Linked DNA regions of Sus scrofa: regions 1, 2, 3 and 4 are each linked to region 5. Evidence: chromatin contacts called from public HiChIP or PLAC-seq and promoter capture Hi-C data. All regions are on one chromosome and are shown on one strand. Each heading gives the region's core, a stretch centred on a gene start, on an enhancer-like site or on the middle of the called end of the contact. The rest is flanking DNA. Distances are from core to core; before and after follow the strand shown.

What was found. Promoter capture Hi-C pulls out the DNA fragments that hold promoters and counts their contacts. HiChIP or PLAC-seq counts read pairs in DNA pulled down with a chosen protein or histone mark.
Region 1: a contact with region 5 is called in an H3K27ac HiChIP or PLAC-seq map of alveolar macrophages. The contact joins the enhancer-like site here to the promoter of SSBP3 in region 5. A contact is called at or near these places in 9 of 47 Hi-C or Micro-C datasets (alveolar macrophages, embryonic fibroblasts, fetal heart ventricle and 4 more) and 2 of 2 datasets of contacts at active chromatin or transcription factors (alveolar macrophages and skeletal muscle).
Region 2: an H3K27ac HiChIP or PLAC-seq map of alveolar macrophages shows a contact between it and region 5, with 9 times the contacts expected there. The contact joins the enhancer-like site here to the promoter of SSBP3 in region 5. A contact is called at or near these places in 6 of 47 Hi-C or Micro-C datasets (embryonic fibroblasts, fetal skeletal muscle, omental adipose tissue and 2 more) and 2 of 2 datasets of contacts at active chromatin or transcription factors (alveolar macrophages and skeletal muscle).
Region 3: a promoter capture Hi-C map of fetal liver shows a contact between it and region 5, with 5 times the contacts expected there. The contact joins the promoter of TMEM59 here to the promoter of SSBP3 in region 5. A contact is called at or near these places in 1 of 5 promoter capture datasets (fetal liver) and 1 of 2 datasets of contacts at active chromatin or transcription factors (alveolar macrophages).
Region 4: a contact with region 5 is called in an H3K27ac HiChIP or PLAC-seq map of alveolar macrophages. The contact joins the promoter of LRRC42 here to the promoter of SSBP3 in region 5. A contact is called at or near these places in 1 of 5 promoter capture datasets (fetal liver), 1 of 47 Hi-C or Micro-C datasets (heart right ventricle) and 2 of 2 datasets of contacts at active chromatin or transcription factors (alveolar macrophages and skeletal muscle).

What each region holds. Positions count from the first base shown.
Region 1 is chr6:158,238,232-158,243,449 of Sscrofa11.1, forward strand. All of the region lies in intron 3 of TCEANC2 (transcription elongation factor A N-terminal and central domain-containing protein 2), which reads right to left. Among named protein-coding and RNA genes, the nearest start is that of TCEANC2, 21 kb to the right of the region's middle. Within about 2 kb of position 3,405, at least 5 of the 83 cell types and tissues checked have an H3K27ac peak or open chromatin away from gene starts, as enhancers often do. A contact at or near this core is called in alveolar macrophages and retroperitoneal adipose tissue, where this site is marked.
Region 2 is chr6:158,187,284-158,192,867 of Sscrofa11.1, forward strand. It overlaps LOC106510717 (a long non-coding RNA gene), which reads right to left. Exons shown (of 3, transcript XR_002345187.1): 2 at 2,662-2,799; 3 at 1,971-2,081. It overlaps CDCP2 (CUB domain-containing protein 2), which reads left to right. Exons shown (of 6, transcript XM_021096604.1): 6 at 353-703. The coding sequence ends at 679. Among named protein-coding and RNA genes, the nearest start is that of CDCP2, 17 kb to the left of the region's middle. Within about 2 kb of position 3,293, at least 1 of the 83 cell types and tissues checked has an H3K27ac peak or open chromatin away from gene starts, as enhancers often do. A contact at or near this core is called in alveolar macrophages, where this site is marked.
Region 3 is chr6:158,260,523-158,265,621 of Sscrofa11.1, forward strand. It overlaps TMEM59 (transmembrane protein 59), which reads left to right and starts at 1,471. Exons shown (of 8, transcript NM_001044558.1): 1 at 1,471-1,778. The coding sequence starts at 1,590. TCEANC2 (transcription elongation factor A N-terminal and central domain-containing protein 2) reads right to left here and starts at 1,310. Exons shown (of 5, transcript XM_005665408.3): 1 at 1,054-1,310; 2 at 261-403. The coding sequence starts at 362.
Region 4 is chr6:158,335,613-158,341,204 of Sscrofa11.1, forward strand. LRRC42 (leucine-rich repeat-containing protein 42) reads right to left here and starts at 2,690. Exons shown (of 8, transcript XM_021096606.1): 1 at 2,311-2,690. It overlaps HSPB11 (intraflagellar transport protein 25 homolog), which reads left to right and starts at 3,170. Exons shown (of 7, transcript XM_013999370.2): 1 at 3,170-3,449. The coding sequence starts at 3,423.
Region 5 is chr6:157,910,058-157,915,617 of Sscrofa11.1, forward strand. SSBP3 (single-stranded DNA-binding protein 3) reads left to right here and starts at 1,542. Exons shown (of 17, transcript XM_021096596.1): 1 at 1,542-1,690; 2 at 2,709-2,781; 3 at 3,005-3,066. The coding sequence starts at 1,635.

The sequences.
Region 1 (5,218 bases), core at 2,155-4,654, 330 kb after region 5:
AAAAACAGATTCTCCCCCGAGACTCCAGAAAAGAAATGCAGCCCTGCTGACACCTTGATTTTAGCTCACTGAGACTTCTAACCCACAGAAATGTAAGATAATAAATCTGTATTTTTTTGACTCACTAATTTTCTGGCGATTTGTTATGGCACTATTCATAGAAAATGAATACAGGAGCTAATCACTAGTTCAGGATTGCTGAAGCAATGGGAATCTATGGGACTATCTGAGAAGAGAAGGCTATTTGAAAGGTTCTTGCCACTAATTTGTTCCATGAACTTGGAAAAGTCAAATCACCTACCCATTCAGAGTTCCCGTAATAGCCCAGAGGAAACGAATCTGACTAGTATTCATGAGGACGCAAGTTTGATCCCTGGCCTCGTTCAGTGGGTTAAGGATCCAGCGTTGCTGTGAGCTGTGGTGTAGGTCACAGACGTGGCTCGGATCTGGTGTTTGCTGTGGCTCTGGCGTAGGCTGGAGGCTGCAGCTCCGATTAGACCCCTAGCCTGGGAACCTCCATATGCTGTGAGTGCGGCCCTAAAAAGCAAAACAAACAAACAGCCAAACAAAAAACAAATCACATACCCATTCATTCACTAACTCATTTATTCATTCCACATTGGGACAGAATGTTGAGTAAGACACATTTTTAGCTTCATAGAGATTATGCTTTGTCTGGGTCTTAAAGGAGAAGTAAGAGCCTGCCACAGACAAAAGTGCACCTCTGGGTTTCCGGAGGCAGCATGATATGGCATAAGACCATCTTAGCTTTGTCACTTAGTATCTGGTTTTCTGACCTGGGGCAAGTTACTTTAAACTCTCTAAGCCTCGGCGTTCCCATTTGTGAAATGAGAAAATAATATTTACCTTACAGAACTGCTATATCAATCCAATGAAGTCACAGATGTGAAAGCACTTTGTAAGGAGAGGGTTTTTTGTTGTTGATCAATCACAAATGGAAATCAGATCAATGTGATTGACTTAAAACTCTTCCCAGAATATGTATATCTACAGTATTGCAAAAGTAGAGCCTCTGTGCCTATAAGGTTGAGAGTGCAAGGCCTAACTGCACTGCCTCATCAGCCGTTCACTCGATACCCCTTGTCCGCTGGTTTCCTTTTATAATAAACCAGGCTTCTGCTTGGCTGGCCCTCAATTTCCCAGACAGTGAGGCCACTCACTTCCCCTGCCTCTCAAAATGATCTCCTCCTTAGCCCGCACATCACTGCACTGCCAGCTTCTCTCCCCTCCCTAATTACACTCCCTCTGCCTCTTCATCGGCTCCTCTTCCTCTCCCCACTTCCCCACCACGAACATTCTCCCCAGTTCAATCTTTCAGCCCTTTAATATTTTCTTTTACTCAGAGGATTCGTCTACTTTCGTGATTTTAAGCAAAGGCTTCCCGGCAAATGTCTTCCAAATACATATTTTTAGTTGCAAACTCTCATCTGAGTTGCCATCCTACATCTCCAACCGCTTGCTGGACATTTTCACCTAAAGAGTTTATGTCAGAGCAAACACTGACTAAATGGGAATACTAGGAGAAAATTCCCATTTGAAGTACACAAGAAAAGGCACTAAATTCTGATTTAAAAGAGGGCTTGAGCAGATGGTAGAACGGTAGAATGGTAGAGATGTCCAATAAAACAAAGGCACATATGGCTGGAGTTCAGGGCACAAAGGCAGCCTGCTAACCAAGAAAGCACACTGCCCCAAGAGACCTGGGTTCTCATTACACCTCTGGGGCTAACTCACTATGTGGCCCTGGATAAGTCACTTCATCACTCTGAGTCTGAATTTCCTTGTTTATAATCCAAGTAGCTAAATGGATTTAAGAGTTTAGGACATGGACATTTATTAAGTTCAGAAACAGATAGCAAAAACTATAAGATCTTAACAGTACATGGACAAAGAACGCAAATAATTCACAAAAAAAGGGCAAAGGACCAACAAACACAGAGAAAACAATTCATTATATGCAGCAAATGAAAACAGGATGCTATTTTCACCTATTAAATTAGTAAGATTTTAAGAAAACATTAGCAATATAAATTGGAACAAAGTTTTCAAAAAAATCTAAGATTCAGAGATAGATCAGGATAGGAGCTGTACACCCAAGAGTTGTCTGAATTAACGCCTCAGTTAAGCTCGAGAACTGGACAGCCTCTCTGGCTAAGTGCTCTAAAGCAGCAACCAAAGACTGAGGTCTGAGGTTTATGGAAAAGTACCCCCTGTAAGAAATCAGGGCACAAAGAAGAAACAGAGACAGGCAAGAAATAGGAACAGAGAATGCTAGAAAGGGCCATGGAGAAAATTTTGCTTGAAATTATCATTTTCATTCATTTGATTTCATTCATATCATAAGCTTCTGCCATATGCCACACTAATGCTTAAAGCGCATTGATGAGTAAAATACATTGCATGGTCCTGCTGGCAGAGAGTTGCTGTATAGCAAAGAAAAAACAACTAAGTAAATAATTAAATAAGTAATTACAAACTCAGATAAGGGCTTGAAGGAAATAAACATTTAAAAAATAGATAAAGAATTGGCAACAAGTTCTGTGTCATTTATGTCAACAGAAAAGGGAGCAATCAATGGTTTCAAATTCATGGTTCTGGGAAGATGAGAACTAGACAAGGCTATTGGATTTGGATAGAAGGAAATAATTGTGTCCTGAGAGAGAATGGTGGTTGTGGGAGAAGCCAACATGAAAATAATTTTTTTTTTTTTTTTTTTTTTGGTCTTTTTACCATTTCTTGGGCCGCTCTCACGGCATATGGAGGTTCCCAGGCTAGGGGTCGAATCGGAGCTGTAGCCACCGGCCTACGCCAGAGCCACAGCAACGCAGGATCCGAGCCGCGTCTGCGACCTACACCACAGCTCACGGCAACGCCGGATCGTTAACCCACTGAGCAAGGGCAGGGATCGAACCCGCAACCTTCTAGTTCCTAGTCGGATTCCTTAACCACTGCGCCATGACGGGAACTCCAACATGGAAATAATTTAATGAAGGAGTGGGAGGGGCAGAAATGGGAGTTGTGATTATTAATAGTTTTTCAAGGAATTTGGCTATAAAAGAAAGAAGACAAACAAGGCGTCTAAAAAAAAAAAAAAAAAAAGCAGAGAGTTAAAGGGGAAGATTTAAGTGCATCTGAAGGCAGAAAGAGCCAGTCAGGAGGGAATGAGTGGCAACAAAATAAGAGGCATCTCATCTCTACGGTCGATCCCTGCAAAGTCTGGTCCATTCTCCCTGCAAAGGTCTCCCTATGAACCTGTCACTCAATAGGTTAGATTCTCTCCTATTTTAAAAATCAGAACTTTCTTCAATCCCACATGCCCTTTCTGATACTGCTGCCTCTCTCTTTCCTTTCAACACCAAACTTCTTGAAAAAGAGTTGACTATTTTCGGTTTCATTTCCTTACCTCCTGCTCACTCTTCAAGCTTCTGCCCTTAACCCTGCCTTTGAAACAGTCCTTACCAAAATCATCATCATTTGGCCTTACTTTGCAAAATCCAATGTGCAATTTTTAGAATTAGCTTATTTGGCCCTTTGACAACAATAGACACTGCTGACCAATCCCCTCCTCAGAAGCACTCCTTCCCACTCCATGACAGGCTCTCTCCTGTTCCTGGTCACACCCCCGTCTCCTACAAGTCTCTTGCACACGGGTGTGCTTCAGGATTGGGGCTCGGCTCCTCACTTTCGTACGTACTCTTCCCAGGCTACTGCCTCAGGTCTGACTACACGCTGCTGACCCTCAGGTATCTATTTGCTCCGTTCCGTTCCTCCTTAGCGTTAGCCTCGTACAGCCAACATCCTGCTGGACACTTCCTCTTGGATCCCCCACAGTTTGCCAAACACAGTTAAGTCTAAAACTGAACTTATTATCCCCCCGCAACCTGCTTCCTATCTTAATGAAAGGTGCTGCCATCCGCCTTGCTGCCTAGACCAGAAATCTGGGCCTCAGCCTTTACTCTCTTATCTTCATTCCCAACATCCAATCCACCTTCAGGTCCTTTGGGTTTTACTGTATTTACGACTCTTGATTCCAACCACATTTCTCCACCCTCCTGACGACTACCCCATCCAGGCCATCCTCATTTCTCATCCAGATATTGCAGTAGCTTCTCAAAGGGGCTTCCTGCCTCTAGGTGTGTTTTTCTCCAACACTTTTCCCACGTGGCAGACAGAGTTTTCTAAACTGCAGAGCTGAATATGTCACTCCTCCATTCAAAGATCCTTCAATAACCACCACTTATTCTCTCTAGGGTCCGAGGCTTTACAGTGGACTAAAGCTACCCTGTCACTGCCACACAACCAGATTCTGGATAAAAACCACTTCAAAAAACAGTAAGTGGAGGCTAAAGGGGTGGGGTTAACCTAAGGGTGGATGTTAACAGCAACACTACTGAAATACTTAGCTTAGGGCCAGTGGTGAGGTGGGAGAGCTAATTCTGGGACTCTGATCCTGAGTTAGGATCCTTGAGAGCTGTGCTAACGCATTTCAGGTCCTAAGTCATCCTTGACTACTGGCACAAACAAAAAAAGAAGCTAATCCCTTCACCAGGGAAGGTTTTCCGATTTAGCCCCACAGAATTCCCACAGATCGGAAGAAAATAACGAGCTCACAATTACAAATCAAGAAGCACATGGGAAGGCAAGCACCAAGAGAGTCAGCAGAAACAATAACAACGGGTTTAAATCCCAAGGATTTCAATTACTAGAACAGTCAGAAGAATACAGAAGAACTATACATTAAATGCTAAAAGAAATAAAAGGCACAATCACAAGTATATACAAATAACATTTAAAAGAAACAGATTTTCGGGGTAAAAGAAAATTTGTAAAAATAAAAAATAGTTTTTGAAAGAACTCAATGAATGGGTGAAATAACAAATTAGAGTCAACTGAAAAGAGAATCAGTGACTTGGAAGACATATACCTAAAGAAATTGCTCAGAATTCTATGTGAGACAAGAGGACATTCAAGCTAAAATAAAAGGTCTAGCATACTTTTAATTATAGAATCCCAGAACAAATGACTAGAGAGAATGAAAGAGAGGTGTGCTTTTGAAGAGATAATGGTTGTAAAACTTCTGTAAATGAACATATATCTGCAGTTCCAGAAGGTAGAATATATCTAGGTTAAAAAAAAAAGAAATACATGTGCGATAGCCAGGCTACAAGACAGCCCGCACTGAGCCTCACCTCTTGGT
Region 2 (5,584 bases), core at 2,043-4,542, 280 kb after region 5:
GGAGCTCCAGCTTCTGTCTGTCTTTTCCCCATTCTGTGTCACAAAAATCCAGGAGACTGGTCTTCTTCAGAGAGTGTGGTGGCAGACAGGCTGAGGGCACAATGAAAAAGGGACACGGTATCAGAGATTTTTGGAAGCCCAGAGTTGGGAGAGACCCACAAGTCACCTGACCCCTTCTTTTACAGGTGGGGACCCTGAGGCTCCGGGTGGGAAGGTAGTCAGTGGCTCAGCTGGGACTGGAACTCAGGCTCCTGGGGTTCTTCCCCCTTGGCACTGAGTCCCCACATATCTAGGGGAACAGGGTCAGACCTGGCCCCTTCAGACGTGAGCAAGCGCCCCTTGATTCCCACAGAGAAGAAACAACACTGCGGTGATCGTCAGTGTGCTGTACATCGACTTCTCGGCTGGTGGGCGGGAGGACGTCCACGAGTATGAAGTCCGCTGTGAGCCACGGCGCAAAGAGGCCTCTGTCCACCTGCTGTCCGGCTCCAACTGGCTTGGGCCCTATGCTGCCACGGCTGAGCACCTTCAGGAAGCACCACCCAGGGATGAGGCAGAGCCGCTGGAGAGCCCTGTGGCCATGGTGGCCCAGGACACCAGTGACATTGTCTTCCTGGGCCTTTGCATCCTGGCTGGAGTCCTCATGGTCATTGCCATCGTGGTCCTGATGCTGCTGTAAGCAGAGGCGGGTAGGGACCTGGCATCTGGCATCCCTGGGGGAGGGGGACCCACAACAGGGATGGGACAGGCCTTGGTGACTTGTTGGAGACTATGGGCAAGTCACCATCCCCTTCTGAGCCTCAGTTTTCTGGGGCTCTTTCCTCTGCTCTGCTTACCTCAAAGGGCTGACCTGAGGCTCAGCCTCATAAACGGGTAAGAGCATTGTGTGCAATTGTTGTTATTCATTTTAAAGAGTCTCTGCTGTAGAAAAGAACTTTCCCGTATGTGCTACTTGTCAGTGTACCCAGTGTGGTCCCTGGTGACAGAGCTGATAAAACTGACTTGTTCTGCAACTTGTAGGAGTACTTCACCAACTCAGGATACAAATAAGGCATCTCCTAATTTTCCAATGAATTGCTCATCCTAAGGCTTCATCAGCAGGAAGTTCAGTTTCCATCCAGGAGCCTCCACTCTTCTGAACTGACACAGGAACCCTGAGGACTTTGTCAAAAAGGGGCCAGTCCTGCCTCCAAACTCCAGGGACAGAAGGAAAGGGAGCTGAAACCCCACCTAGTGCTGCCATATCAGCCCCTGCCATAGGGTGTCACTGTCGAAGACTGGTGTGCCTCCCCGTGGCTGCCTGTCCACCCAGGTGGCGATGCTCTAGAGTATAAAGCACAGGCAGGCCCACGCTGTGCTCAGGAGTGAGGCTGGAGGCCGAGAACTAGTGTCTCTTTCATGCTGGCATTTTCCCTTCAATAGATCGTGATCCTTGACTGAAAAGCTGATTGAAGTCCCTTGTGTCTTTGTCCTCACCCCTGATGTCAAGCTCAGATCCCCAGCCCATCCTCCTCCTCTTTGGAGCCATCTGGACCTTCTCCTGCCATTGGACTTCACTCAGAGCTACTCCGATCTACTCAGAACTACTCCAGGCCACCCGTATTTTTCTAAGTTTACATCACAGTGAGCAGGGGTTGGCTCCCCAATGCTTCCCTGTGAGAAGACTTCTGCATCCTTATGCAAATTGGTCCAGCCCTCCCCAGAGCCCTATATATCAAGAAGTGGAGCAATCTTGTTAATGAAAAATAAACAAAAATATATTTATAATACATCACTTTCCCCTGTTCACCTTTATATTTGCATAATGAATCACTCAAGTGAGTCCTTTCATAATAGAAGTCTCCAAATTGGCTGTGCCAGCCACTGGCATCAATTTTAAAAAATGCAGTTCAATTACAGTTCCTTAAACAATCCAGCAAACATCCACAGATTTCCAGCCTTGTACTTACTGCTGTGACAGGTGCCAGACACCCAGAGCTGAGCTGATCAAAGGCGATTCCTGACTTCACGATGCTTACAGTCAAGTGTCAGCAAATCAGGGCCAGGGGTGCAGAGGAGCTGGTAACTCACGGAGAAAAGAGCTAGAGAGAAAAGAGCCCATAAAGCAAGAAATGAATCAAGCAAGGAGGAAAGGGTAGCCTGGACATTGGGAGAACCAGATTCGACTCCACACTCTTTTTTAAATGAGTCTGAGCGAGCCGCTTTGATTCTATGAGCCTTGGTATCCCATCCCCACCTGCAGAAGGGAACCACACCTTGCTGAGGGTGTAGCGACATGATGCTTTAAAGGTCTGTCAGGGTAACATGCCAGCAGGAGATGCTGGGGTGTCTGGGGCAGGGGCCCCAGCCTCTTTCTCTGCCAGCTACCTTCTCACTCTCAGACTCTTCCAGCCACGGAGCCAGCCTGAGTTGCGAAGCCTCACAGATTTCCCAGGTCTCAATTTCCATGTCTGGGCAGGACTAGACACACACCATACACTCTCTAGGATGCCCATGGGTTTCTGCCCTCCAGGGCCCATGGGCTGGGTTTTGGGTTGACCGCTGGACCTAAGCTTACACTATCCTTGTCAACTTCTCAGAATGGGGGGACAACAGCCCAGCCTGTGGCAGGGCTGAGTGTGTGACTGTGTGTGCACACAAAGCTGGGCTCCTTGGCCTCACCCTCAGCAGCTGGTCTTCTTCAAGGGCCCTGGCACCAAGGTCCGGGCTGAGGTTCTGCAGGCAGACCACTCCTGGTCCATCTCGGGCTCCAATGTTTGCTAGCTGCGTGACCTTGGGTAGACACCTCAGCCTTCTCACCTGCAAAGTCAGGATAATAATAACACATACTTCATCTCTCTGTTGTGAGGATTAAATGAGATGATGGATGACAGTGCCCATCCATGGAAGGAGTCAACGAAACTCACTTATCCTTGACCCATGAGTCAGTGGTAATACGCAAAAGCTCTGGCCTAGAAACCCAAGTTCTAGGCCCAGCTTTGCTGCTGACTTGCTGTGTGACCTTGAGGGAGCCCATTCCCCTCTCTGGCCTCAGGGTTCCTATTTTCAAATCATGGCAAGCATCACTATCACCCCCAGCACTGTCGTCGCTGTCACAGCTACTATTCCTAAGCACGCCTATGGGGCAGGGGTTTAAGATGTGTCATCTCACTTAAGCCACCTTGTGAGGCAGACATAATTGCCCCCATTTCACAGATGAGGAAACTGAGGTTTGGAAAGGGGAAGTTCTGTGCCCAAGGTCACATGGCTAGGACGTGTTGAAACTAGGCTGAGGGAGACAGTACTTCCCTGAGTTAGGGGACTATGCAGCAAGCTGGGGCCTCTTGGGACACTTAGCCGATGCTCTCAGACACAAGGGCTGAGTCTGGCTGGGAAGGACTGAATGGCAAGGAGAGCGAGGGCGGTTTTATCTTCATGAACGGGCCTCAGTACTGCCATTCCCAGCCCTCCGGGCAGCCGGCACGTTGATTACCCTGCATGAGTCGCAGGAAATGACAGTCTTTATGCCGCACAATGTCTCTAGAAATGAAGGGGCTGAGATGATACCCATTAGCCCATGTGCCCTGGCCCTGGAAGTGTTGGGCGCCAGGTGGGGATGGGGCACGGCAAAGCTCTCCTGCCCCGCTACCATCTGCTCTTTTCAGAGGGCAGGGGGCTGTGGAAAGAGCGCAGCTCAGACCCCCAGCTCCATCCTTACTGGCTGCGTGGCCTGGAGCTTTGGGTCCTCCTGCCAGTCTGTCCCTGTAGTGCCAATATTACTACTGAGGAAGCCCGCGGCCAATGTTTGTGCTGGTCCTGGGAAAACTTCTAGCCAGCAGGTCAGGCAGACCTGGGTTCATTCCTTTCTCTGACTCCATGTGACCTTGGGCGGGTGGCTTAACCTCTCTGAGGGTCAGTTTCCTCCTGTGTGGACCAGGGGTAGAAAGACCCCAGCCCCCCCCTGCCCCGCCCCAGCTCGTGAGGTCGCCGTGAGGACTGAGGAAACAAGGGAGCGAGCCCCACTCAGGGCCTCCTCCAGGACTGTTCAGGGGGGTTGCTGGCAGGCCCAGGCCCGGGCAGGCGCTTCCCTGAGGATTTTCCCCATCCCAGAGCTGAAGGGCCTTACAAGATAGCAAGTCCCTGCTCACTCCTAGGAGTCACCCTGAGCCCAATCTGCTCTGGCCTCCTGGCTTCCCTGCTGTTCTTCAGTGAACCAAGATCATTCCCACCCCCAGCCTTGCTAGCTCCTGGTCCCTCTGTGTGCAATGTCCTGGCACCAGGGCACTGCCTGGTGTGGCTCCCGCACATGCTTCTTTGCCCACTGCCCCACCCCCATCACAAGTCTAAAACTGAGCCCCTACACCTGTCACTTTGTACCCCTCTGGATACCTTTTTTTTTTTTTTAATTTTTTTTAGGGCCGCACCTGCGGCATATGGAGGTTCCCAGGCTAGAGGTCTAATTGGAGCTGCAGCTGCCGGCCTACACCACAGCCACAGCAACACTGGATCCGAGCCATGTCTGCGACCACAGCTCACAGCAATGCTGGATCCTTAACCCACTGAGCGAGGCCAGGGATCGAACCTGAGTCCTCATGGATACTAGCTGGGTTCGTGATCGCTGAGCCACAGCGGGAACTCCTGTACCCCTCTGAAACGGTGTGGGGGTGTGCTTGCTTTTTCCCCTTTACGCGCATTTCCCCTCCACAATGCCAGCTCCAAGAAGGCTGTCTTCCCCTTGTCCACCGCTGCCAGAGCCTGGCACATGCAGCCTCATTGAGCCGTCGTGGTTGAATGAGAGAATGAATGAGTGAATGGATGGCTGGACAGTTTCACGCAACTCGCTTCATCCAACCCCACGTGTGTGGCGCCTTCTGGGTGCTGCTCTGCCCATGGAGGTGCAGACTGGCTCAGACAGGCCCCTCCCTTCAGGAGCCCACGTCTGGGGGGACTAGCCAGCTCTAAGGTACACACTGCTCAAAGGGACCGTATCAGTCAGGGTCAGTGGGAACCAGCAGACAGGCCACTGAATTCGGGAATCCGAAGTGAGTTTAATAAAGGGACAGCTGACAAAGGTGCCGGCAGAGTACAGAGAAACCGCAGGGGAGAGTGCAGCAACTGGGGCCAGTAAACAGCGGGGTTCTGACCGTCCTCTGGCTTGAAAGGGGAGAGGAGGCAGCTTGCGCTTGGAGGGACACGGCCAGCCCGGGGGCCCCTCCAGACTCCCCCGGACAGAGGAGACTACTCCTGGCTGAAACCAGAGGGCTGGGCGGAGAGCAGGGTGAACAGTGAGTGTGGATCTGGAGCAGCAAATGGAGACAAGCACAGAAACAAGCAAAGCGCTCTCCACTCAAAGCCTTTTAGGAACAAGGCAGGGTTAAAATTATTATTTTATTTATGTATTTATTTGTGTATTTCTTTTCTTTTTTTGGCTGCCCCGGGGCATATGGAGTTCCTGGACCAGGGATCAGACCGGAGCTGCAGCTGCAACAGCACTGGATACTTTAACGCACTGTGCTGGGTTAAAGCTTTGGGTCCTCCTGCCAGTCTGTCCCTGTAGTGCCAATATTACTACTGAGGAAGCCCGCGGCCAGTGGCTGTGCTGGCC
Region 3 (5,099 bases), core at 221-2,720, 350 kb after region 5:
CTGCAAAAAAAAGAGTAACTTTGGGGGCTTATCTTACGAGCTGGAAAAACACACCACAAAGCCAAAGTAATTAGAAAGGCGTAAGGGAGTGCAGGAATTGATAAACAGACTATGAGGGAAACAAATTAGGAGTGGTCAGGAACAATTTGGGGGGACGTATAGCAAAAATAATTCATAGATCTTCCATAGTAGAATTCCTCCAGACCTTCTTGCTATTATAGTCCTTGGCACATTTTCTCCACTCCCAGAGCCCCTCTCACCTTCAGAGATTCAATGGTGGCCTGCTTGTAAATCTTTCCTCCAGGATCTTTCTTCTGAGGACTACTCTGGATTCTGGGCGTTCGAATGACAAATTTATCCATTGCTAGGAACTCCAACTACCTTCACGTGCTTGCACCGTGTACTGCTCAAGAAAGAGGGCAGATTCTAAAACCTCATCAAAACTTCTGTGATGTGAGTTCCCTAAAGTGACCCAATTGGGTTCTATAACTCTGAAAGCATTCCTGAATTAAGAGGACCCTTGACTGGAATTTACAGGAAGATTTCCTCTTTTAAGAAGATGTAAAAGAAACATCTTCCTAAAAACTGAATCCGTATACAACGACCGGTCTTACTTCCTGAATTAGGAGATGTCCAGCTTTCAGAAGTGCACGCTGCACGGGGCCTTCCAACAATGGACCAGGGTTGGAGCCTGGTGACTTGAAAAGCCTATTCCATCTTAGGTTGGGTTGTGGCAGGTTAGAGTTCCCCTGGGTTCAATGAAGCTCTCTTAATAACCACCCCACCAAAGTCACAATCCAAAGAGTTTCCCTAGTAACCAGCCGGTCCTCACAAAAACCAGTCATCTCCAGGACCTGCTGGGTGGTCAAAGGACCCTAAACAAGACTGTCGTGCTCGGGACCCTAGAGGAAAGGGAAACACCATCTTCCTCTGCTCTCAGCACGCAGGAGCCCAGAGGGGAAGCTTAACAACGATGTCCTGTGAGACCCACCAGGAAAAGCAGCCCTGCAAGCAGCCGGACCCCTCCAGAACCCACCCTCTGAGGGCCCAAACCTGGACTGTGGGGGTGAGAGCTAAGCCGACGCTTCCTCCCACCGCCGTGGTTTTTTGTTTTGTTTTGTTTTGTTTTTTCCTTTTTTTCGGAAAAGCCTGCACCCGCCAGCGGAGCTCCAAGGCGGAACGCGGGAGGGAGCGGCTAAACCAAATCACACTCCCCAGAGTGCACCGCGAAGGGGCGAGTTCGGGCGTTTCTAAGACGGCTGTAGTTCTCCTAGACCAACTTTCTCGACCCACCGTGCGTCTCCCGCTTGCGAAGAACTACATGCCCCAGCGTGCCCCGCGGAGGGAAGGAGCGCTTCGCTCTAGCACTCGCGAGAGTTGGGTGCACCGCCTCTGGCCAACCTAGAAGTTTATAGACCTAGAGGTGCGGCGGAAGGCAGCAGATTCGGGCGGGTCTGGGCGGGGCTGAGTAGACCGCGGAGGCGGAAGCAGCAGCCCGTTGGGCGGGGAAGGGGCTGGTCCTGGAAGGAGGAGGAAACCTTGAAAAGAAAACAGCAACAAGCTGAGCTGCTGTGACAGAGGCAAACAAAATGGCGGCGCCGAAAGGGAGCCTCTGGGTCCGGGCCCAACTGGGGCTCCTGCCGCTGCTGTTGCTGACCATGGCCCTGGCCGGAGGCCCAGGGACTGCTTCCGCTGAAGCGTTTGACTCGGTCTTGGGTGATACGGCATCTTGTCACCGGGCCTGTCAGTTGACCTACCCCTTGCACACCTACCCCAAGGTAGGGCCCGTCCGAACCGGGCTAACAACCCTCCCTGGCCGCTCATCTGTCCGCTGTCGGTTCTGAGAGTTTGGCTCTTCAGTCCATCCTTCAGCCGCTGTCTCTCATCCGTGTGGTTCTTGTTTTCTTCCCTAATCCTACCCGCAATCCGATCCTGCTGTGATTACCGGAAGTTTGTGCCGCACCTACCTTATAATAGGCTCGGGGACACAAAAATAAGCAAGACAGGACCCCTTTCTTCTGGGGGCTTGCGGGGCGGCAGGGGAGACGTACGCTCGGAGGGAGAGGAGGATCTGGAGGATTAATGCGAGCTCCTCACCTTCCAGGGGAGTCGGGGATGGTGGGGGGGAGGGGAGCGGTGGGAAGGAGAGGGCTAGGAGCAGCCACAGCAGTCCACCAAAGGTTTGTTCTCAATGCCTGTTCCCTGAGCGCGTCTTAGGGCTGGGAGCGTGCTCTCTGTTCCCGGAGTCAAACAAGTAGGCATTTCCACCATAGAATGAAATGTATTAAGAAAGAGTTGGGAGACTGCACTGGAAGGGCCTTCCGTCTGTGTTGAATAACTGTGCAAGACGCCTCCCCCCCCCGGGGGGGCTGGGGTGGTTTAGAGAAAAAGCAGTTAGGTTTCTGCTTTCAGAGAACTTAACGTGCAGTGCAGCAGAAGGCAGAGGGAATTCGTGGAGTGGGAACGAAATGAGAGTGCCCCTCGCAGGGGATCTCAGCTTATAGAGAGAATGACCCTATCTCCTCCTCTCCCTCACCCTTTGCCCACGGGTTCTGTCCTTAATTCAATTCCCCTTTTCAAGTTGTTTTTGCAGCTTCTTAAAAAACTGTTGGCTCAACATTCTAAATTGCCTTAGTGACTTCCTCCACCCTTCCGAATATATAATTTGGCTTCATGCCCCTCCCCCCACGGCCTTTCTTCGTAAGAGCTTTTGCTGGTCTTTTTGCCCTTGTTCTTCCTTCAGCTTCCCTATGTTGTATGCTAGCCCTCTTTGCTCTCTCAAACTACAAAGCGACTACGGGGGACAGGTTTAAAATGTTTGCATGCACTTTCAGGCTTTTGAAATGAAAAGTGTAAATGCTCTCACTACCCATATGTCTGTTTACTGCTTTTTTACATTGCTAGGATTACCAGTTTTCAAGAAAAATTGTGGGAGAGGGGATTATCAAATTTTCCATCAGAGGCAAATATAGCAGTCAAGAGAGAAATGAGCAATTTTGACTTCCAGGCTTAATTCAGTGTGTACTGCTCCGGAAAACATCATTTTCTTCTCTTCTTTAAACCTCTCATAATTAAGAGGATTGTATGAGGTGTATCTTTCTAGCTATTGGATGTTTGGGTTGATTTTTTTTTTTCCTTTTTTGAGATATTCCTAGCAGATTTGTGGTAATTTGAATACACGTGCTAGGAAAATAATTAACAGTTCATTTCTGGAACTGTTAAGTACTTTTATAGCATCCAGTACTTTGTAAAAATTGATGTGATATCAATAAGTTGTTTTTTTACTTATTCAGGAAAGCTGTTCTCCCCAGAAACTCTAAATCATCTGACTCCCTGTATGTCCTGGACTTAAAATGTATTAACTGTCTGTTCTCTGTTAGCCAGGAATGATGGGAGATTTACTTTCATTATCCCTAATTCTCATCCTGTGAAGTTGAGTTTTACAGTTGAGGAAATCAAGGCTCTGAAAGGTTAAGTGAATTGCCCAAGGTCACAGAGCCTAAAAGTACTGGAGTAGTAGGAATTTAGGCCTAAAGCTGGCTACAATGTGCTGCCTTCTATTAATAAAGTTGTAGTGTTAAAAATATTTAATTTATTTATTTTACTGATTTCTGTTGGTTCTCCTTCAAATTATTGTGGTTTGCACTTGAAGAAAACAGCGGTATTGTAAGAAATTAGATGAAATTACAAGCCCACATAGCCTCTCTTGGTCTGCTATTTGTAACTGGCAAATAGAAATCTCATTTTAACCACTTTTTCAGAATTAATTATTTGTTGCGAGAAAACAGGATACTGTATTACCTTTTTATAAGTAGATATATGAAAATTAAAATATTTAACCCTTTAACTTTCTTCAAAAGTGCAATTGCGCAGTTTGTCTGGGTCCAAATACGGAAGACCTAAGTCATGTTATTAACAAAGATAGTTAGAGCCACTCTGGTCATTTTTTAACAGAGTGTGGGCTTGGAACCATACAAACCTGGCTTCCATTCCTAGCACAGCTTTTACTATCTGTGTGTCCTTGCTAGTCACTTAATGGCTCATGACTTCATTTTGCCAACTGTAAAACAAAACAAAACAAAACAAAAGCCCTCACACTTTGAAGAGCAAGTGTGAGGATTAAAGATAATATACATGGCACTCTTAGCACAGTACCTAACACATGGCAACAAATGGTTATTTCCTTTGTCAAATGTCATAAAACCAGTATGGTATGTGTAGTGTATTAGTAGTGCTGAGTAAGAGGGAGGAGAATAGTTAGCTCGACTTACCTCAGGATAAGAAAATGCATGTCAGATCTATAGATATTAGCGTTCATTCTTTAAGGGAGGTTCATTAAGTTTCCTTCTAATTATTTAGCTGGTATCGGTTTGGTGGGGAGCATCATTTCCTTGTGCTCTAAGATAGTAGAGGTATATTTTATATAAGCTTGCCAGTCACTCTGGAAACATAGGACATGAAATATTTGCTTGGATTAATAGTATTATCTAGAACATGAAACACGTATTCAATAAGGATCTGATCTTTTTTTTTTTTTTTTTTTTTTTTTTTTTTTAGTTTTATTGGGGTATAATTGACGTAAGGATATGATTCTTGGGAGTTCCCGTTATGGCTCAGTGGAATCGAATCCTACTAGTATCCATAAGGATGCAGGTTCGATCCCTGGCCTTACTCAGTTGGTTAAGGATCCAGCATTGCTGTGAGCTGTGGTGTAGGTTGCAGATGTGGCTCAGATGTGGCATTGCAGTGGCTGTGGCACAGGCTGGCAGCTGTAGCTCCGATTCAACCCCTAGCCTGGAAACTTCCATATGCTGCAGGTATAGCGCTAAAAAGCAAAAAAAAAAAAAGATTCTTAATAGCTATGTCTACTTATTAGATAGTACAGCATAATATTAATGATGTGAAAATAAAATCATATATAAATAAAATAATAACATAAAATATAATCCTCGATTCAAGATTGATGTAAAAGTATTGCCACTTTTACAAAAAAGTATAGCTGTTTAACAGCTGAGGAAACAGACTAAGAGAGATTAAGTCCCTTGCCCAAAGTACAGAATAAGTGGTGAGGCTGAGCTTCTCACTAGGGCTGATTCTTG
Region 4 (5,592 bases), core at 1,440-3,939, 430 kb after region 5:
GCCTGGCTGTTTGCCATACAGAGTGGTCTGTTATAAAGGAGCCCCTCAGGAGACAGGGTCTGTTCTGTATCATGGCAAAAATCCTATACAAACTAGAAAATTAAAGTAGTATCTGCAAGGATAACCATGTCCAGGAGAGATCTACATTGGCTATATTTGATATTACAGCAACAGAGGAACAGGGCATTCTGATAGCCTCCCAGGCTGTCTCCAGAGAGGTGGTTTTGTAACTCATATAATCTCATAGAAAACTACTTTACAATAGTGCATGTTCTAGTATTTGGTCACCACAAATGAGTTAAAGTTACCATGAAGCACAGCATTTTCAGCAAATGAATAAAATTCATTACTCACTAAATTAAAAACTCAGTTTGCTACAGCCTCTCTGAACAAGAGGAAAGATAAAATAATTGATAACTAAACGAGACAGCTTTTTAGATTCTGAAGTCAGTTTACCAAGCAAGAATCGTGACTATCCAGTCAAGTGGATGGAAGGAGGGAATCAGGGAAGGAGACAACAAGATTAAAACTGTGAGCTGAGTCTAGTTATCTGATTTGAAAAGAAAGAGAAGGAAACACCTCACTTTAGTAGGTAAAGTAACAATCCCCTAGGAATAATAAACCACACTAAGATTATGATGATATGGACAGTGGGAGTGATAATTACCATTTATCAAGCACCTACCAGTTGCCAAGGACTGTGCTAGATACTATACTAAATGACTTCATGTAATCCTCAACAATCCTATGAGGTCAAGATCATCACCTAACAGATTAAGAATCTCAGAGGCATAAAGCAACTGCTTAAGGAACAAAACTAGTAAGCGGCAGAGCCAGAATTCAAACTCAAGGCTGTGTCACTCCAAAGCTCAAGCTCTTTCCACTGTATGATGCTGTCTCTCAAGAATAAAAATATGACATCAGCCTTAAGGATAAAAAAAAATGTTAAAAATTAATCTCACCCACCTGTTTGATCCCTCTGGTATTCACTGACTCAAGCTGGGGGGGGGGGGCGCAGGGAGGAGATAAAAAAACCAGTGGACATCTGAGGAAAGAGTTGGTGGGAACAGAGCCAGGACAGAGCTACACTGAGGCCTCCCTTCTTCCCTCTGCCAGGGCAGAAATTACCCACATTCACACACCAGGAAAAAAAAAATCTGTCAACCAATGGCCTTCAACCCAAGGCTGCAGACACCCTTCGTTTATTTGAAAACGAAGTATTCTTGAGAAAATCTCCAACGTAAAACCTGAACAGAAAGTAGTTCCAAACCACCAATAACTAACAATCTTTTTTTTTTTTAAAAAATAACTAACAATCTTATACTGTTCTGGGTCACCGCCATTATTCAGTTTTCAACGCATTATTTCTTTTTTCCTGTAACTTGCACTTCCCTACCTGCCTTCTCACCCATACGTAGCTCCTACTTCCCTCTTGGAACAGGCCGATCTCTCCTACGTTCTGACCCTGGACAGTTTTTTCCACTTGCCAACTCCAGAGTACCACACACAAAATCCAATCTCCACACCAAGGATCCTAACCCTCTCCCTTCCTCCACTCCCAGCTACCCTGCCCCCACCTCTCCAACCTCCCGCCCTACCCATCCTTCCAGGACCCTTCTGAAATGTGGCTCCCCCATCCCTCCGACCCAATCCCACCGTCACCCGGCTCCTTCCTTCCTAGACCATTCCACCCCCACCCACTCTCATCCCTATGCACTCCTGCTCTGTCCTTCACCATGTATTCGCCCCTTCCTCCCACTTCGCTGAGATTCCCTCTCCCAGGACCCCAATCTCTCCATCTTTTCCTTGTCTTCTGCCCTCAACCTTCAAGATCTCCTTTCTTCACGCCTCACTAAAGCCCAACTTCACAATCCGCGGCCCCAACTTTTCCTCCCTACCCCCAAGACCCCACCCCTTCTCCCATTCCAGTCCTAGACCCTTCCCTCTTGGCACCCCTCAATCCGATTCCCTCTTCCCCTCCTTCGCCAGCACTGCAATCCTCCACCTCGGTCGAAATTCCCACGCATGCCCCTCCTCAAATTCACCCAAGCTAATCCTTCTCCCTTCTCCCACCCAGGCCTGAACCCCAATCTTCACACGCCCTCATACACTCCCCCAGCACCCCAATTCTACCCTTAAACCCACCTCTGACACCCCTATATCCTCATCTCCACATCTTTCACCAACCACACCCCAGCTTCGTCCCTTTCGATCTCCCCCTCCCCCATCCCACCCCTCCCTCAAACCCCGCACCCGCCCCATTCTCAGCCCTGGGCTACGTGAGAGGCCCAGCCCGCGGTCGCCACCTACCTGTACCCCCGCCTGGGGCAGCCCGGCAGCTCCTCGGTGGCAGGTCCCTCCTCCCGCGGCGCGGCAGAGGGGGGAAGCGGCTCCGCGCCCCCGGCACAAAGCTGAGGAGGGTGGGACAGAGAGTGGGCGGGAGGAGGGAGGGGGCTGGGGGCGACCTGGCGCCTTGGGACCGCGGGGCCGGCGGGGGCGGAGGGAAGACTGGGCAGGGGAGGCGCGCTTGCGCGCGAGACCCGGCATGAGGGGCGGAGCCGGGCCTGGAGGCGGGACCGGGCCCCGGGCTGGCGACCTGAGGGCCTAGGGCTCGAGCCGGGAGAGGTGGGGACTGCGCGTGCGTGTTCGCACGAAGGCGGGTCTCTTGGGTCTCGCAGGCCCCTGGGATCAAGCTGAGCTGGGGGAGGGTAGGCAGCGCGTGCTCAGGGCTTACCTAGGGACAGGCCCTTGGGCGGGGCTGCGGAACTCAGCCCGCGAACCAAAGATCACGGGGGCGTGGCCTGGGGCGTGGCCTATGGGAGGGTGGAGCATCAGGCCGGGAGAAGAGCTGAGCGCTCTGGGGATCTCGAGGAGGCTGGGCGGGAGGGAGGCGGGGCTGGGGAATGGGGCGCGCAACGCAGGGTGGGGCGAGACGGGGCGGGGTCTGAGGGAGGGGTGGAGCATAGAGCCGGGAGTAGATTCTGCGCAGCAGCCAGCGAACTCCTAGGAGGCCGGCGGAGAGGGGAGAGGCGGAGTTGTGGGCAGGGCGGTAGAGAGAAACGAAGCTCGACTGTAAGCGCGTTTGTCGCTAACCGGAGGCCTAGGCGATCCGGGCTTTGTGGCTCGCCCGGCACCTTGGGAGGTGGGACCCTGGCTGGGCGAGGCCGACAGAAGGGGATGCTGGTGGAGGAGGGAGCGAGCGAGCGAGCGTGGCGGGGGTTGTGAGGGGACGCGCGGCGCGGAGGCGGATCGCCGGGGTCGCTGAGGCTTGGCTCGTGAGGGGACCGGGAAGGGGGAAGTCTGACGCAGGTCTCTTCGAAGTACCAGAGAACCAGCGCACGAACTTTTTCTAGGCCTGATAAAATGTTTTGACCCCCCCACACACAAAGGGAAAATCAATTCCAAGTCGAAATTATAAGTGTATGAAAATGAAACCTATCCACTGGAACGTAAGTTCATACTTCAGAATTATGTTTGACATAAGATGTGGGTTCATTTAAGATATTTTATCTAGTTTGGCGCCAGGAGTCCAAAGTTATGAATGTTCAGGGCCCATGGAGGTCTCGAAATGGCCTTGAACTGAAGAGAAGGGTTTGGGATGGAGGGGAAAATGTGGGGTCAGGGCTGATTGCCTTTCAAGTGATATGCCAAGCTATAGGCCCTGGCTGGCACTGGGGAGAGGGAGGATGGCGCTTCTCGAATTTACACACGTTCCCGGTGGATGATGTAATGGGACAGGGTTTGAGGAATCAAAGAGTTACCAGAAGCTAGTGGCTGGTCGGGGAGAAGGTGAACTGAAGACTTGGCGCAGAGAGGTTTGCGGAAAGAAAGGACATGCGAACTGGAGGTGAAAGGGTGGATAAATGGCACTGGGACAAGATAAGGCATCTAAGGCATCACCACCAGTCCAATTGAGAACCACTGAACTATAGGCTAAAGCCTACTCTCTTTACCTGACTTTCAAGTATTTGTATTATCTGCTCCTAATCTACCTTTCCTAGAATTCAAGTCATTCTAAAGGAACCCCAGTGCAAGAATTCTTTCTTTAGTTTCTTTCATAGGTTATTACCTTTTCTTGTACACTTCCAGGATTGGAAAAGATTAAAAATCTTCTCTTTGCTAGAAATTTCTTATATCTATGATGTCATCCAGCTTAAAATTCATGTTTGTTTGTTTATTTATTTTGCCCATGCCTGCAGCATGTGGAAGTCCCTAGGCCAGGAATCGAACCCATACCACAGCAGCAACCCAAGCTGCTGCAGTGACAATGCCAAATCTTCAATCCATGGCACCACAGAGAACTCTGGAATTCATATTTGTTGAGTGCATTTCTCCCTGTTATTATCATCAGTTATTAGTGAAAAATTCTAATACTTTTTACATTTGAAGACTTGTGATGTTAAAACTTGTAGTCACATTTCTCTCACTAAATTATCTCTCCTTGAAACAATATTCTTTCAACTTCCTCCATTTAATGTAGCTTATATATCATCATGAAATTTTTGCACTCCTCTGAACAATGTAAAGCCTGACAGTGTCTTACTTAAAATATGCTAATTGGAACCGAACAGAGTATTCTAGGTGTGGTTCACTATTAGCATGTAACATACTAAGTTACTAGTTTCATGGTTGTCCATCTTCCTTGACACTGAGCTTGAAGGCAAAAACCAAGCCTTGGTCACCATCTTTGTCTTAGATTTACTGTAGTCAAAGGTGACGACATAGTATCTTTGCATTACTAGTGCAGTGTCTGGCCCTTAGTTGGTTTTCAAAGATTTCGATAGAAGGTGGTTCCTTCTTAACTCCAATAATATAATCTAAAATAACATTCCTTTGCCTTATAGTGACTTTGCAATCAACTAATCCTCTATATTTTACACATAGAGATGAAGGATTGGCAAGGTTTTTCTCTAAAGGGCCAGATAATAGATATTTTAGGCTTTATGAGTCTGTCACAAACATTCAACTCTGTCACTATAGCACAAAAGTAGCCACAGACAATATATACATGAATGAGCATGGCCATTTCCAATAAACCTACTCATTGACACAAAGCTGCAAATTTCCTATCTCATATGATTTTCATGTGCCACAAAATACTATATTGATTTTGAAAAATATTTTAAAATGTAAAAAGCATTCTTAGCTGATGGGCCATACAAAAACAGGTGTCAGGCTAGATTTGACTTATAGGCAATAGTTTCCCAATCCCTGATCTAAACCGTTCTTCATGTGATTGATTTTTTTTTTTTTTTTTTTTTTTTTTTTGTCTGTTTTAGGACCACACCGGGGGCATATGGAGGTTCCCCGGCTAGGGGTCAAATCAGAGCTGTAACCGCTGGCCTACACCGCATTTGTAACCTGCACTACTCTCAGCAATGCCGGATCCTTAACCCACGGTTCGAGCCCAGGGAGTGAAACTCTGTCCTCATGAATACTAGTCAGATTCATTTCCACTGAGCCATGGTGGGAACTCCTGATTTTTTAAGTCTGAGTACAGGCCTTTACTGTTATCCTTATTCAGTATCTTAGTCATTGCAACCCATTTTTCTAGCTTGCTCAGTTCTTGTGTGCTAATTCTAGCATATTAGC
Region 5 (5,560 bases), core at 292-2,791:
AACCGCGCTCTAAAAACAGTCTGAAAATGGGGGAGTCTTCCCCTGTTTCGTTGGTTTCTGGTCTCGAGAGTCTCTGGTGAGGGACACTCAGTGTGTCCTCGGGTTCTTGGCGTGGGCAGAAAGGAGTCAGCAGCAAATAGCTGGGTCACTCTGCCAGCCTCCCCCCCTCAATTTCCCATTGTACACCTGGGTCACTGACAATGGAAGCTTCCCCTCCCCCCACTCCTGACTCTCGTCTCCCACTCCCCAATTTAGCTCCATTTATTTGAAGTTTGCAGATTTCTGCGGCGCGCATCTCGCATCGCTGGGCGCCCAGGTGATGCCCTCCTACCCCGGGATAGCACCGTCTCCCGTGGAGAAGCCGAAGGGGTCTAACTTACTAGGGCGGGCAGACCTCCGAAATTTGGGAGCGATCACTCTGCCCTCTCTTAGCCCAAGTCCTCAGTACCTCCCTCCCGGGCTCCCTAAAGCAGGCCAAGGGCCATTTTCGCGCGACTCCACTTTGGGGTTTTCCAAAGTATTTTAATGATCTAGTAAAGGAGCAGCCGCGCGCCTCGGCGCCGGCTCGAGCCGCCCAGTTCGCAGCGTGGAGCCCCGGGCCCGGCGCTCCGAAGCCAGACTGGGCGAGGGAGAGGACAGGGGGCGGGGCAGCCGAGGGGGGAGGGTAGGAGTCTGGGGAGGGGGTCGGGGTCGGAGCCGGGGGTGGGGGTGGGTGGGGGACCGGCGAGGGGGAGGGGGAGATAAGGGCTGGGCCAGCGCAAGCTGCGGCGGGGGGAGGTGAGGGGCAGATAAGGGAGAGGGACGTGGCGGGAGGGAGCCGGCGGCGCTCCGCTCAGGGGTCCGCGCCCCCTCCCCTCCGACTCTGCCGCAGCGCCCCCCCTCGCCCCCCAGTGGTCCCAGCCTTGGAGAGCGCGGGTCGGGACCCCTCCTCGCAGGGGCTGGGAAACTAGACCTCCCCCGTCCCGATTCGTGTCCCCTCCCCACATCTACAGCAAAGAGAGGCTCGCGCCCCCGAACACCCCCGATTCGCTCGCAGGAGCAGGAACAGCGGCTCCTCGGAGGCGGCCGCAGCGGGGACTGCCGCGGTCGGGCGCTGACAGGGCGTCCCTCCCGGGCCGCCCCGGGCCCGCCCCCTCGTGCCAATTGGTCTAGGCGCCCATCAATCGCGGGACGTTGACGCCCGCCTAGCTCCCTCGCCCGGGTAGCCACGTTCGGTTGAGCTCCAAGTAGACCAGCGGCAGCGGCGGCGGCGGCAGCGGTGCTGGAGGCGCAGAGGGCGGCGCAGGCGGAGCCGGGCGGGCGGCGCGCGAGCGAGCCAGCGGGCAGCCGGGCCGACGGGCGAGCGGCGGCGGCGGCGGCGGCGGCACCGGCACCCCAGGCCGAGCCGGCGCGGGAGGAGTTCCAGGGCAATGGGGCCGCGGCCGGGGCTGACGCTTTGACAGCTGGAAAGAGCGCGGAGCCAGCGCCTGGGGGGGAGGGAGGGGATCGCGGCTAGGAAAGCGCGAGCGAGTGAGCGAGCGAGCGCCGGGGAGGGGGCCGGGAGCGAGGGGGCAGCTCGGGAGCAGCCGGAGCGGTAGCGGCGGCGGCGGCGGCGGCGGCGGCGGCGAGGCTCGGCGCCCTCTTCTCTGCAAAACATGTTTGCCAAAGGCAAAGGCTCGGCGGTGCCCTCGGACGGGCAGGCTCGGGAAAAGTAAGCCCTATTTTCCAAGTGGCGGCCGCGCTGCCGCCGGGCTGCGGGCGGGTGGTGGGAGGCAGGTGGGCGGGCGGGGGCTGCTGCGTCCCGGGCCCCGGGCCCCGGCACCGCCTGCCTGGCCCCTTCCCGAGGCCGCGGCGGGCGGCGTGGGAGAGCCCATTGTTGGGAGCCGGCGGAGGTTGGGGCATCGGGGGGCGCCGCCGGAGGATGGGGTACTTGGGGGCCGCGGGGCGTGCCGGGCACGAGGGCCTGCGGTGAGGGGTGGGCGAGGTCCCGTGAGCGAGCCTGGGCGCCCACCCAAGCCGGGGCGCTCGCCGCGGTGGCCGCACTTTGCCCACCGGGCGCGGGCAGAGGGCGCGTGGCTTCTGCAGCCCCGAAGGCTCCTTTTGTCCGCCCGCGGCGTGAGGAGTGCGTGCCGGGGGCTTTGTTCGGCCGGGAGAGCTCTCCCTTCCCTGCCCTCGGCCTCGCCGCCGGCCCCGGGCCCTCCGGGGCGCCGGGCTGGGTAGGGACGGCGGCGCCGGCTTGGCTCCAAGCTTGGGGGACAGTTGTTTTGGGGGGAGGTGGTGAGGGTGGCGCTTTGCTGTCCTCTCCGGAGCGCGCGGAGCACCCCAGAGTCCCGGACGGAGTCTCCCCGACTCTCACACCTGGAGACAGGGTGGCAAGGAGTGGGTAGGGAAAAGAAGCGAGGCTCTGGGGGTCGGATGGCTTGCGAGTTTGAGAGATCTCGGTGGGTTTGGCTGCGACGCTGCTTGGAAGTTCAAGTTCGGGGGCTGCTCTTCAGCCTCTGCGTTTTGAAGTAACGCCTCTCCTGGTCCCCATCCCCTAGCTGTTCGCACCCGTGGCTCCGGGCAGGGTCGAGGTAGCTGCTCACCTCTGGTTGGGGCCACAATGGGCCAGCGTAGACAGGGCTGGGAGCCGGCCGGCAAGGTCCAGGAGCGAGCACCCGGTGTGATCTGACGCCTTCCCTCCCTCTCCCTCTCTCTCTCTCTCTCTGTGCCCCCTGCCCACTTTCCAGGTTAGCTTTATACGTCTACGAATATTTACTGCATGTAGGAGCACAGAAATCTGCACAGACCTTCTTATCGGAGGTGAGTGGAACTTCCCCCCTCATCCAATTTCTTGACACCCCCTCGTCCCCACTATTCTTAAAGCCTTTGTTTTCTGGAGCAGCCACTGTGGCCACCATTTTGAATTTTTATCACCTTTTGGCATTTATTGTTAGTTGGTCCTCACAGCCTTTTGGCTCCGGGAAGCCCCCAGCCCACCCCTTCTCTCTGCTCCTCTAAGCTGTCTCTGCTCTCTCCCTTCCAGATTCGATGGGAAAAAAACATCACGTTGGGAGAACCGCCTGGGTTTTTGCACTCGTGGTGGTGGTAAGTTTGTGTGATAGTTGTGTGTGTGTTTGTTTTGTTCCGAGGCCCAGGTCTAAGTGAACAAAGACGTGCGGTCTGGAGCAGACCCCCCCCTTCCCATGCCTTAGCCCTCAGCGTCACCCAGAGCAGGGCACCCCTGGGTTCTCAGGCCTGGCCTGGCAAAGGGGGAAGAGGGCAGAGGAGGTCGGTGCCTAAAAGTTTTTGCCTCCTCTGTCCCCTCCTGTTGAGAATCTACTGAATCGTGCGTGGTGCTCGGGCAGAAACTCCTGACTTGTACATCGCACTCCGAGGCACTAGGCAGAGGCTTGGAAAAAACCTGGAAGGATTTTTGTCAATTCTGCATGCTGCTTTAATTAGAGGGAGCGGGGGCGGGGCCGGGCGGAGGGGGTACCAGGTCTGTTTAACAACTGGCCTGGCTCTTCCTTTTTCTCCTTGGAGCTCCTACCTTGAGAGAAAAACCTTTGGGGACCTTTTCAGGCACCCGGAGAAAAAGCGAGAAGGGGTTGCCCCTTCTTTTAAAAGATGTTGATTATACCGATGGCAGCCCCCTCCTCCCCCCACCCCATCAAGTTTCGTTTTACTGAGCACCTGGCTGAGTGCCTGTAGTTGGTAGCGGGGGCTCCCCCTTGTCTGTGACCCTCTCCCAGGCCCCTGGGCCCTGCCCAGGTGAGACCAACCACCGGTCTGCTCTCCTTTTGCAGCCCCGCGGGAGGGAAGCTCAGGGTCAGCTGGCGCGAGTTGCTGCGAGCTGAAGACTTGGGTGTTTTGTGGGACCGATCGGTGGAGTCTTTGACATCCTTTTCAAAAGGAAAAGAGAGCAGACCGGCTTTTGATATCTTGGTGGAGTGCAGGGAACTGAACTGGTGCCCTGTCTTGGGCTCTGAGCGCGTTTACCTGACTGCCAGCTCAGGTTCCTGTTTCAAGTGTCTTTGAAATGCAGGGGGATGAAGTGTCTGTTGTAACTTGCGCAGAGAAAATGAGTTTTTAATTACTTCTGCCGACCTCGGAACTGCCTGCCGGGAGTTGGAGGCGTTTGGTGTGGCGTGAGGATCCTCCCGTGGGAGTGGGTGGTGGGCTTGCTGGGGTCGGTCGCCTGGGAGCGGAGTTTGTGGTTGGGGCTCGTGGGTCTGGCCATCACGGCTTTTGCAGAAACTGAGGCTCCTGAGTAAAAGTTTCTCAGAAGGGCCCGGGGAGTTGGTCGCGTAAGAAATCTTTAGCGTGTGGAAGTCCCGTCAGGTGTGTGCACCTTCGGAGGACAGAAAGGAACGTGCTTGACCGCCACCCCCCGCCGCCAATAGAAGTCCCCGATTTTCCTTTTCTCTCCATAATCTCCCCCAAACCTCTCCAGCCTTGTCTCAGCCCTGGGAACCAGAGTGTGTGGTGCTGGGCTCAGGCGGAGGGGGCTCTGTGATTTGACACCGAGCAAATGACCCTCGGCGGCTTCTGGGGGTGGGAGGCATTGGTGGGGCCCGATCTGAAGAGGGGCCGGGACATGTTATTCGCACACCTGGAGCGAGTTGCTTGAGAGGTGCCCTGGCCGAGCTGGCGGTGCAGGTGGCTTCTTCTGTGCCGGCTGTTTGTGATGGGGACAGGAGTACTGGCCCGGGAGTCAGACCTCTGCTCTGGCGCCCATTTGGCGTTCCAGCAGGTTCCTGTTCCTGGGCCTCGGGCCCCTGACTTGGAGAGGGTTTCTGGGCTCCTTGTTAATACCATTGACTAGTGCCTCGTGTTTGTACAGCGTCTTAGTGGTTGACAAAGAACCGTACGGCTGTTCTCGCGTAATAGTGTTGAGTGACTATACGAAAGTCTTGCAGGGGGACGAGGCAGGGACACGTAGCACCCCCGCCCCACCCCGCTTTGGCCGGACATGGGGTTTTCTGAGGAGCAGCTTTATTTCAGCGGGAAAGAGCAAGACACTCGGTCATCCATGACCTCGCTGTTGCCTAACTTGATATATGTTCTCCGGTGGGCGGGGGGCAGGGGAATGGGTCTTGTGTAATGGTACGTTGGGAGAGGGTCTGGGAGGAAGTGGGGGGGTGAGGTGGCAGGGCGGGGCGTAGGGGCTCTGGGATAAGAACCTGTGGGTTCCCTTTATTGCCAGTCACCCGGCTTGCCGTACAGATGAATCATAGTCTTGACTTTGACAATTTAACCTTTTTATGAAATGCAGCCAGTGGGGGGGGGGTGTCAAAGGAGCACAGATGAGCCAGGCATGGATTCTCATCCAGATTCTTACCTGTCCCATCTGGGCATCCGTGGGTGGGTTGTACCAACCTGCCCCAAGCTTCAGTTGCCCCGTATGTAGGTGGGGATAAAACCACCTACCTTATAGCGCTGTGGTAGTTACAAGCAGTGTCTTGGGGTGTGAAGCATCCAGCACGTAGTAGGTGCCTGATGGATGAGCGCTACTATACTCTCACTACACGGGAGAGGCTCTCAGAAGGGGTTGGGTCCATTTTGTTTTCTAGGCTGAGTTTGCCCAGGGGAGGCTGGA